Linked DNA regions of Ovis aries: region 2 is linked to region 1. A link is a contact called in public Hi-C data. All regions are on one chromosome and are shown on one strand. Each heading gives the region's core, a stretch centred on a gene start, on an enhancer-like site or on the middle of the called end of the contact. The rest is flanking DNA. Distances are from core to core; before and after follow the strand shown.

The links. Hi-C and Micro-C count contacts between places; a contact is called where the count stands out from the background.
Region 2: a contact with region 1 is called in a Hi-C map of tail adipose tissue, with 2.1 times the contacts expected there. The contact joins two enhancer-like sites. A contact is called at or near these places in 4 of 16 Hi-C or Micro-C datasets (muscle, omental adipose tissue and tail adipose tissue).

Annotation. Positions count from the first base shown.
Region 1 is chr8:47,253,199-47,257,202 of ARS-UI_Ramb_v3.0, forward strand. No RefSeq gene overlaps it. Among named protein-coding and RNA genes, the nearest start is that of BACH2, 65 kb to the right of the region's middle. Within about 2 kb of position 2,038, at least 33 of the 54 cell types and tissues checked have an H3K27ac peak or open chromatin away from gene starts, as enhancers often do. A contact at or near this core is called in muscle and tail adipose tissue, where this site is marked.
Region 2 is chr8:47,400,065-47,403,824 of ARS-UI_Ramb_v3.0, forward strand. All of the region lies in intron 2 of BACH2 (BTB domain and CNC homolog 2), which reads left to right. Among named protein-coding and RNA genes, the nearest start is that of BACH2, 82 kb to the left of the region's middle. Within about 2 kb of position 2,102, at least 43 of the 54 cell types and tissues checked have an H3K27ac peak or open chromatin away from gene starts, as enhancers often do. A contact at or near this core is called in muscle and tail adipose tissue, where this site is marked.

The DNA of each region.
Region 1 (4,004 bases), core at 788-3,287:
TATTGGCTGGCCAATGTACTTTCAAACCAAAATGCTCGTGTTTAGTGTTAGTTTTAGTGGATAGAGGGCCTCACTCCTTCTAAGACCTAAAACTCACCCAGAACTGCATGTATTCTTAGATCCGTATTTCTGCTCATTTTCCCCTTTAACTATGGTAATCCCAGTGTTTCTCTCCCTTGACTACACACATTCACCCTGATTTACATGATGGACTTCTAAGTGTTGGAAACAGCAGTGACACAAATATGCACCCTGCACTCACTCACAGGGGGTAGATGTACATGGATGCACCCACACACGAGTGTACTTTCTTTTCAAAGAGTATCATCAAAAAATAAATAAACAAGCTCCTTGAACAGCCTCAAAGTCAAAGTCTTAACGTTTTGAACTGTGGTATTTGCATTGATAAATACCAGTGTTTTTACAGGGTACTGTACCCTGGTGTTTCAAAAAACCTGTTTAGTTGGATCGCTCTTTTTCAGATTAGAGAGTCTCCGTCAATTAACATTGGTACATGTGTGCCCAGTCATTTCAGTCATGTCCAGCTCTGCAACCCCATGGACTGTACCCCTCAGGCTCCTCTGTCCATGAGATTCTCCAGGCAAGAATACTGGAGTGGGTTGCCATGCCCTCCTCCAGGGGATCTTCCCAACCCAGGGATCGAACCTGTCTCCTGGGTCTTCTGCATTGCAGGCAGATTCTTTACCTCTGAGCCATCAGGGAAGCCCCATTTAAAATAATTAATCCTCATATATGAAAAACATATTCAAAATTTTTAGAACTCTGGACTTTTCTTCTGAACTTAATATAGACAATAACATTGACTACTGTGGAATTTTATATGAACCTACTGGGCATGCCTATGTGCTAAGTCACTTGAGTCATGTCCAACTCTATGCCATCCTATGGACTGTAGCCCGCCAGGCTTCTCTGTCCATGGGATTCTCCAGGCAAGAATATTGGAAAGGGATGCTAAGCCCTCCTCCAGGGGATCTTCCCGATCCAGGGATCGAACCGGGCCTCCTGCATTGCAGGCAGATTCTTTACCATTGAGCCTCCAGGGAAGCCCCCATGCACCTACTACTTTTGGAATAAATTATCCCTGGCTGATAGATAAGCAACCATTATGGGCTGAATTTTGTACTCCTCCCCCAAATACACATGCTAAAGTTCCAAGCTCCAGCCCCTGGGAATGTGATCTTATTTGGAGATAGGGTCATTGCAGATGTAATTAGTTGAGATGAGGTCATAGCGGAGCACAGTGGGCCCCAATCCAATATGACTGATGTCCTTATCAAAGGGGAAACTTGGAGACAGACACATACAGGGAGAACACGATGTGAAAATGAAGGCAGAGATCCTGGTGTTGCTTCTTCAAGTCAGGGAACAGCACCGTTTGCCAGCAAAACACCAGAAGCTAGAAGAGAAGCATAAGCCAGATTTTCCCTCACAGCTCTCGAAGGAACCAACCCTGCTGACACCTCGATCTTGGACTTCTAGCCTCGAGGACTGTGAGACAATAAACTGTGCTGTTTAAGCCTCCGTTTACAGCACTTCATTATGTCAGCCACAGGAAACTGAAACAATAACCAAATTTGGGGATTTTCTCCTCTAGGCTTATTTCTAAATTATCAAGTCCAAATGACTCAAACAATTTGTATAAGGCTGCTTTGTTCATTCTACTAACTGCACACACACAGCCACGTCCATACACGGAGAGGAGTGACTGGACTTGGCCCTATCGAGAGCCGTTGCCGGGAATGCCCCACAGACCGTGCTGTAGCTTAGACGTCAACAGGGGTGGTGTTTTCTTACTCTCAGTCTTGAATCAGTAAAAAAAGAAGAAGAAAAAAAAAGCACACTTGCGTATTCACGGGTTTGGGCCCAGTCATGATTCCTTTAAAGACGCTGCCAATAGATTTTAGTCATTCTCTGGCAAAGGTTTCTCTTCGACCGCAAACACTGCATAGTTGCGGAATGACTCACCACTTTGAGTGATCTAATTCCTTGACCAGCACATGCCTGCTGCTCTCAGCACACACTGTCTTTAGTGGTGTGTTTTGTTTTGCTCTTTTCTCCCAGGGCTTCTTTCATAGTTTCGTAAGGACATGGTAAGGGCTTTACTCTGAGTCCTCAGAGAGGATAAATCTTGCTTCCTCAGCAGCCTGCGACCTGGCTACTCATCAAGAACCAAAATGTGAAGTCTTATTAAGCTTTCTCATACCATGAGCTAAGCTAGAGGTGGCGTGATTATTGCAAAAAAACAGTTAAGTGTGGGCTGAAAAAAAATTTTTTTCCCCAAACTGGAAGCCGTTTGCTAAAGAGTCCAGGGGAAAAAACAAAAGGGAAGATGCTGAATGGTGTTCCAGGAAAGATGGTGGAGTGAAGTTCACCCCACGTTACCAGCCAGGGTCCCACAGAGATTCAACCTGCATCACCAAATAACACCCAGAAGTTATTTCTATCAATAAAGTTTAAAGAAAATAAGCTACCTCTGAGCTTATTTTCACATGATTTTATTTTAATGTGTGTTACAGGTATTTTCCCATCCAATATACTATATAAGCACAAGCTGTTTTGTTCTTTAACCAAGAAGTAATTTTTTCTCCAAGGCTGATAGATTGAAACATTTTGAATATTTGTAACATTTTCTTTCAAGAAGAATTTGTATGACTTTCTGGCCAGCACTTTTTTGAGTGGTTTTTTTTTTTTCTCTTTTTTCTTCCATGAGTGGGTTCCAAAATTCTAGAGATAGAAATTGGAGAAATGAAACCATCTACAAAATGAAAAGATAACCTACTGAATGGGAGAAATATATATGCAAATTGTATATCTGATAAGGGATTAATACTCAAAATAAAGAATTCATATAACTCAAGAGCAAAACCCCAAATGATCCAATTTAAGAATGGACAGTCAGTCAGTTCAGTCACTCAGTCGTTTCCGACTCTTTGTGACCCCATGAATCACAGCATGCCAGGCCTCCCTGTCCATCAGCAACTCCCGGAGTTCACTCAAACTCACATCCATCGAGTCAGTCATGCCATCCAGCCATCTCATCCTCTGTCGTCCCCTTTCTCCTCCTGCCCTCAATCCCTCCCAGCATCAGAGTCTTTTCCAATGAGTCAGCTCTTCACATGAGGTGGCTCAAGTATTGGAGTTTCAGCCTTAGCATCAGTCCTTCCAATGAACACCCAGGACTGGTCTCCTTTAGGATGGACTGGTTGGATCTCCTTGCAGTCCAAGAAACTCTCAAGAGTCTTCTCCAACATCACAGTTTAAAAGCATCAGTTCCTCGGTGCTCAGCTTTCTTCAAGAATGGACAGAGCAACTTAATAAACATTTTTTTTTTTCCAAAGAAGATATACAGATGGCCAATAGACACACGACATGATGTTCAATATCACTAAGCACCAGGGAAATCCAAATCAAAACCAAAATGAGATACTAATGTATACCCGCCAGTATGACTAAAAGGACGATAAATAACAAGTGTTTGCAAGGACATGGAGAAAAAGGAACCCTGATGCATGGTTGGTGGGAATGCAAATTGGTGCAACCATGATGGAAAACAGTAAGAGGTACCTCAAAAAATTAAAGCTAGAACTGCCATATGATTCAGCAATTCCACTCTTGGGTATTTATCTGAAGAAAATGAAAACACTAACTTGAAAAGCTATCTGCACGTCCATGGTCACTGCAGCATTATTTACAACGGCCACGACATGGAAACAACTTAAATGTCCATTGATGGATGAATGGATAAAGAAGATGGGGTACACACACACACACACACACACACACACTGGAATATTATTCGGCCATAAAAATAAAATTGTGTCCAAAAATAGGTAAAACCTTGTCATTTGCAGCAACATGAATGGACCTTAAAGGCACTGTGCTGAGTGAAATAAGTTGGAGAAAGGCAAATACTCCATGATTTGATTTAAATGTGGAATCTAAACAAACAAAACCAAGCTCATAGGTACAGAGAACAGACTAAT
Region 2 (3,760 bases), core at 852-3,351, 150 kb after region 1:
ACTGATCATTTTTCTCCCTTTTTATTAGTGATGTTGTGATGGTAGTAATTCATCTTAAGTTTGTATTATGGTTTGGGGGTTAAAAAACAGCATTTAATTAAACCCATCTTCTATGGACAATTTCTTAAGGCTTCTGAAATTGAAAGTTCCTTTTCTATCATTTTCTAAAACCTATGGGCAGCAGAATTTTGATGTCACTTATTGGTAGAAGTAGCAAACAAAAGGCCTATTCAAATCACGAAACGAGGATTGACAAGGACAGTGGGCGTAAGATGTCCGCTCAGGTAGTGGCCTCCTGACACCCTTGTTAGCCTGAATAAACAGCGTTCCCCTGACTGAACCTCCGTATTGCTGCCACGTTGATAAAATCTGACATTCTGCTTAATCACTTTTTAATGATACTCTTCCTTTTCTTCTTGGTATGTGAGAAACCAGCCTTTTAATTTTTTTAAGGTGTGGGAAAGAATTAACTTTCAGTTCCTAATTCAGTAAAATGGGCTGGTATTACACATATAATTCTAGTGGGAATGGGGGCAAAATTATCTAATTTCTGCTTACCACTGTCTCGTCTTAAATTAAAAAAAAAAATTATAAACTACCTGAAATCATGTAAAGAAAAAATCTGAGTTAAATACTTGGGAGATGTTGCAAGAAAAGTGCCTGAATTCCGATAGTCTGTCCCCTGTTATGATTGTGTTCGATGAAAATGCCAATGTCAATAAGCATAAGTTTTGCAAATTATCAGTTTGTTGAAAAAGGCTGGGGGCTCTTATTCTTCTGAGGTGGGATCTCTTTCAGTTTAGGCTCCGTAGGGAAAGAAGAAAGAAAGAAAAATACACACGTGGGATTGAATCCTTGAGGGCAGAGAAAGAAACAGAGTCCTTTCCTTGGCTTGGTTATTTGTAGCCGGTGTGTCATCTGGGTGAGACTGATGTCATGCGAATTGAATGCAGAGGCAAATTTAGGGGTGTGTGTGTGTGTGTGTGTGTGTGGCGTTTAAAAGCTCAGAATATGGAGTGAGTGTGAAGGGCACCACAACCACCCCTGGATCTGTCAAGAATGTACCTATTTTTAACATCCTGGATCAAGTGTCAGCACTCAATAGGGGTGAGGAAGGGTAGGGACCGCGTGGGGCGGACGAGGACGGGAACCGGTCCTCTGGCGTGTTTTCAATACAGCTGTGCATTCTTAATAGCTCGGCCGCTGCCGCCAGGTAAAGTTTTCTTTGCACGTGATGAATGGCAGAGAATTCTTTAGCCGAGGGAACCAAAGGAGCTGGGAGGCGGAAAGGGGAAGGGCAGAACGGAAAAGAGAGAAAAAGAAACACAGCTCCAGAGGGAGATGGTCTGTGCTTTGCAGTTGCTTGTGTGGATAGAAACCAGATGGTGAGCTGGAACCGTGCTCTGCTCCGCTAGCTGGGGAGCCAAACATATGGTTAATGGTCGGGAGAAACAGCTCCTCGAGCCAGGGCTTTGCTGACTGCTTCATATTACAGATTGTTACAGTGTGTCATTACATTGCCAACCTAAGTGCTTAATACCCACTGCGGGCGGGCGCTGGGCATCCACTCACAAGAAAGACTTTGAGCTCTGTGCTGGCTCAGGATATAGAAGTGACATCATAGGGAGGCTTAAAATGTCTGGTGTTGGGAGGTGGAAAGAAGGGTAATTTTGTAGTGGAAACAATATTTTTTTTCTTTTCTTCTCTCTTTTTTTTTTAATGAGCCAATCCTTCTCACTACCGAACTCTACTGTTTTTCTGAGGACCTTTTTGTATATCTCTCTCTCTGTCTCTTTCTCACACACACACACACACACACACACACAAGTCCTTGGGCAAAAATCTAACCCCAGTCCCTGTCCCCCCACTTTCACCTGGACACCCCATCCCTGGCCTTCGCAAGCCCCACATTTGAAGTTTCTGTTTGGGGCGCTTTGGGCCACAGCAGGCCCGTGTTATCTAAGGAACTGCTGAGCCCATTCATCTGCTTTTCACGGCCCGCTTCCTTTTATTTTTAGCCAAATCCGTCAGGCCTGACAGGCGGGTAATTCGAGCCAGAGAAAGGGCAGCGCTCCAGGTCCTTTCCACAAAGCAATTCTTCTCCTCCCTCCTGGGAGGGCTCCAGACTTGGCCTGCTTCAGGCAGATGGATTTGTTGAGTCATGTGAGATCATTTACACAAAAACACAGTGAGGCAATGGAAATTGAAAAAAAAAAAAGCAGGGTGGGGGTAGAGGAAAGAGGAGGGGAAGGCCGGGGTGTGAGCAGGGAGCAGAGGAATGTGCGGGGAGGCAGCTAGATGAGGAATGCGTAGATTCATTTGTGTATAAGGTAATGTCTCGTTTACACTGCGGGTGGAGCCAGGCTGCAGAGGCGCCTCCAACCACTGGCCTGTATTTACACGAGGAAAGAGGTGTAGGGGAAACTTCATTTTTTTTTTTTTTTTGGCTTAATTTTTCAAGCAACACCCACCAAACAAAGACCACACTGTTGACAGCCTTGGGTTCCAGTAGCGGTAAACTACCAAGGAGATGGTTTACAGAAAAAGGAGTTTGCTCTGTGATGTAATACAAGTTGGCTTTGTCCTGGTTCCAGCATGACTGAGGCAGCAGGGGAGGGAGGAGAGGAAAATTGGAATGGGAGTCTCGGTTAATGGTTTCCAGAGATGATTTAGCAGGGCTGGAGTGGAGCAAGGAAAGTGGGTTATGGTGGAGAACTACTCCGAGGTGCCCCATAATTGCGGTAGGTAAAATAAAGTCATTACGGTGGCTTCCCTTGCTCAAGAGCCATTGAGCAATGGTTTTGAAATGCCAAGGAAGGTATCACTTTTTCCCCACCAAGATATTCATTTCCCTCTTGCCTCTGGAACATGAAAAAAAAGAAAGCCCAATTCTTACATCATGGTCAACAGTATTAACATTTAGTGAATCAGTTTTGTTTACTGTTTATACCACAGGCCCTTAAAACATTCCATTAAGAAACTGTCTCCTGCTCATTCATGAATTTTTTTTGCTCTTTCTGATTTGCTTACATGCATGTGCTGTGTTTAAAAAGGGCTTTTTCCTTCTTTTGTGGGAATGAAAGAGTTCGTGAGAGAATGATGACTGGGTTATGGAAACGTACATTCTTATATCAGATGCAATGAAAGTATGCTATGTAGAGGAAAGGGGGTGTTTTGAAACAGGTACAGAAAATTAGAAATGGGAGAATTTCAAAATAAGCACCACGATTATTTTCATTATGATACCTTTCTGCAGTTCTGCATTTATTTAGTGTCCTACCATGCAGCTGTTTTTCTAACCTTCCTAGAATGTAGGTCAACATCACCACGGTTCCTCATATTTTTGCTGGTATTGTGAAAGTTGAAGTATTTTGCCATTTTTTCCCCCCAGCCCTACATCTACTCAGGTTACATGTATGGTTTTAGTAATCATGGAGGCGAGCTCAGCAATTCCTTCTGTTTGGGCTCACCACTGAATCATGATGGTAAGCACAGAGATCACACCTTCACCTGAAATAAACACAGTACTCACGTTGATGCTGATCATGTCCTCTCAAATTCAAGCTGCTCCACTCTTTTCCAGTCAGCTCTTAATGATCTGACTCTGCGTAGTTACAAGGCAGTTTTCATTTATTTTTCTTGAAGAAAGAACTGGTGAATTTTTGTGGTGGTTCAGTTCAGTTCAGTTCAGTTCAGTCACTCAGTCGTGTCTGACTCTTTGCCACCCCATGAATTGCAGCACGCCAGGCCTCCCTGTCCA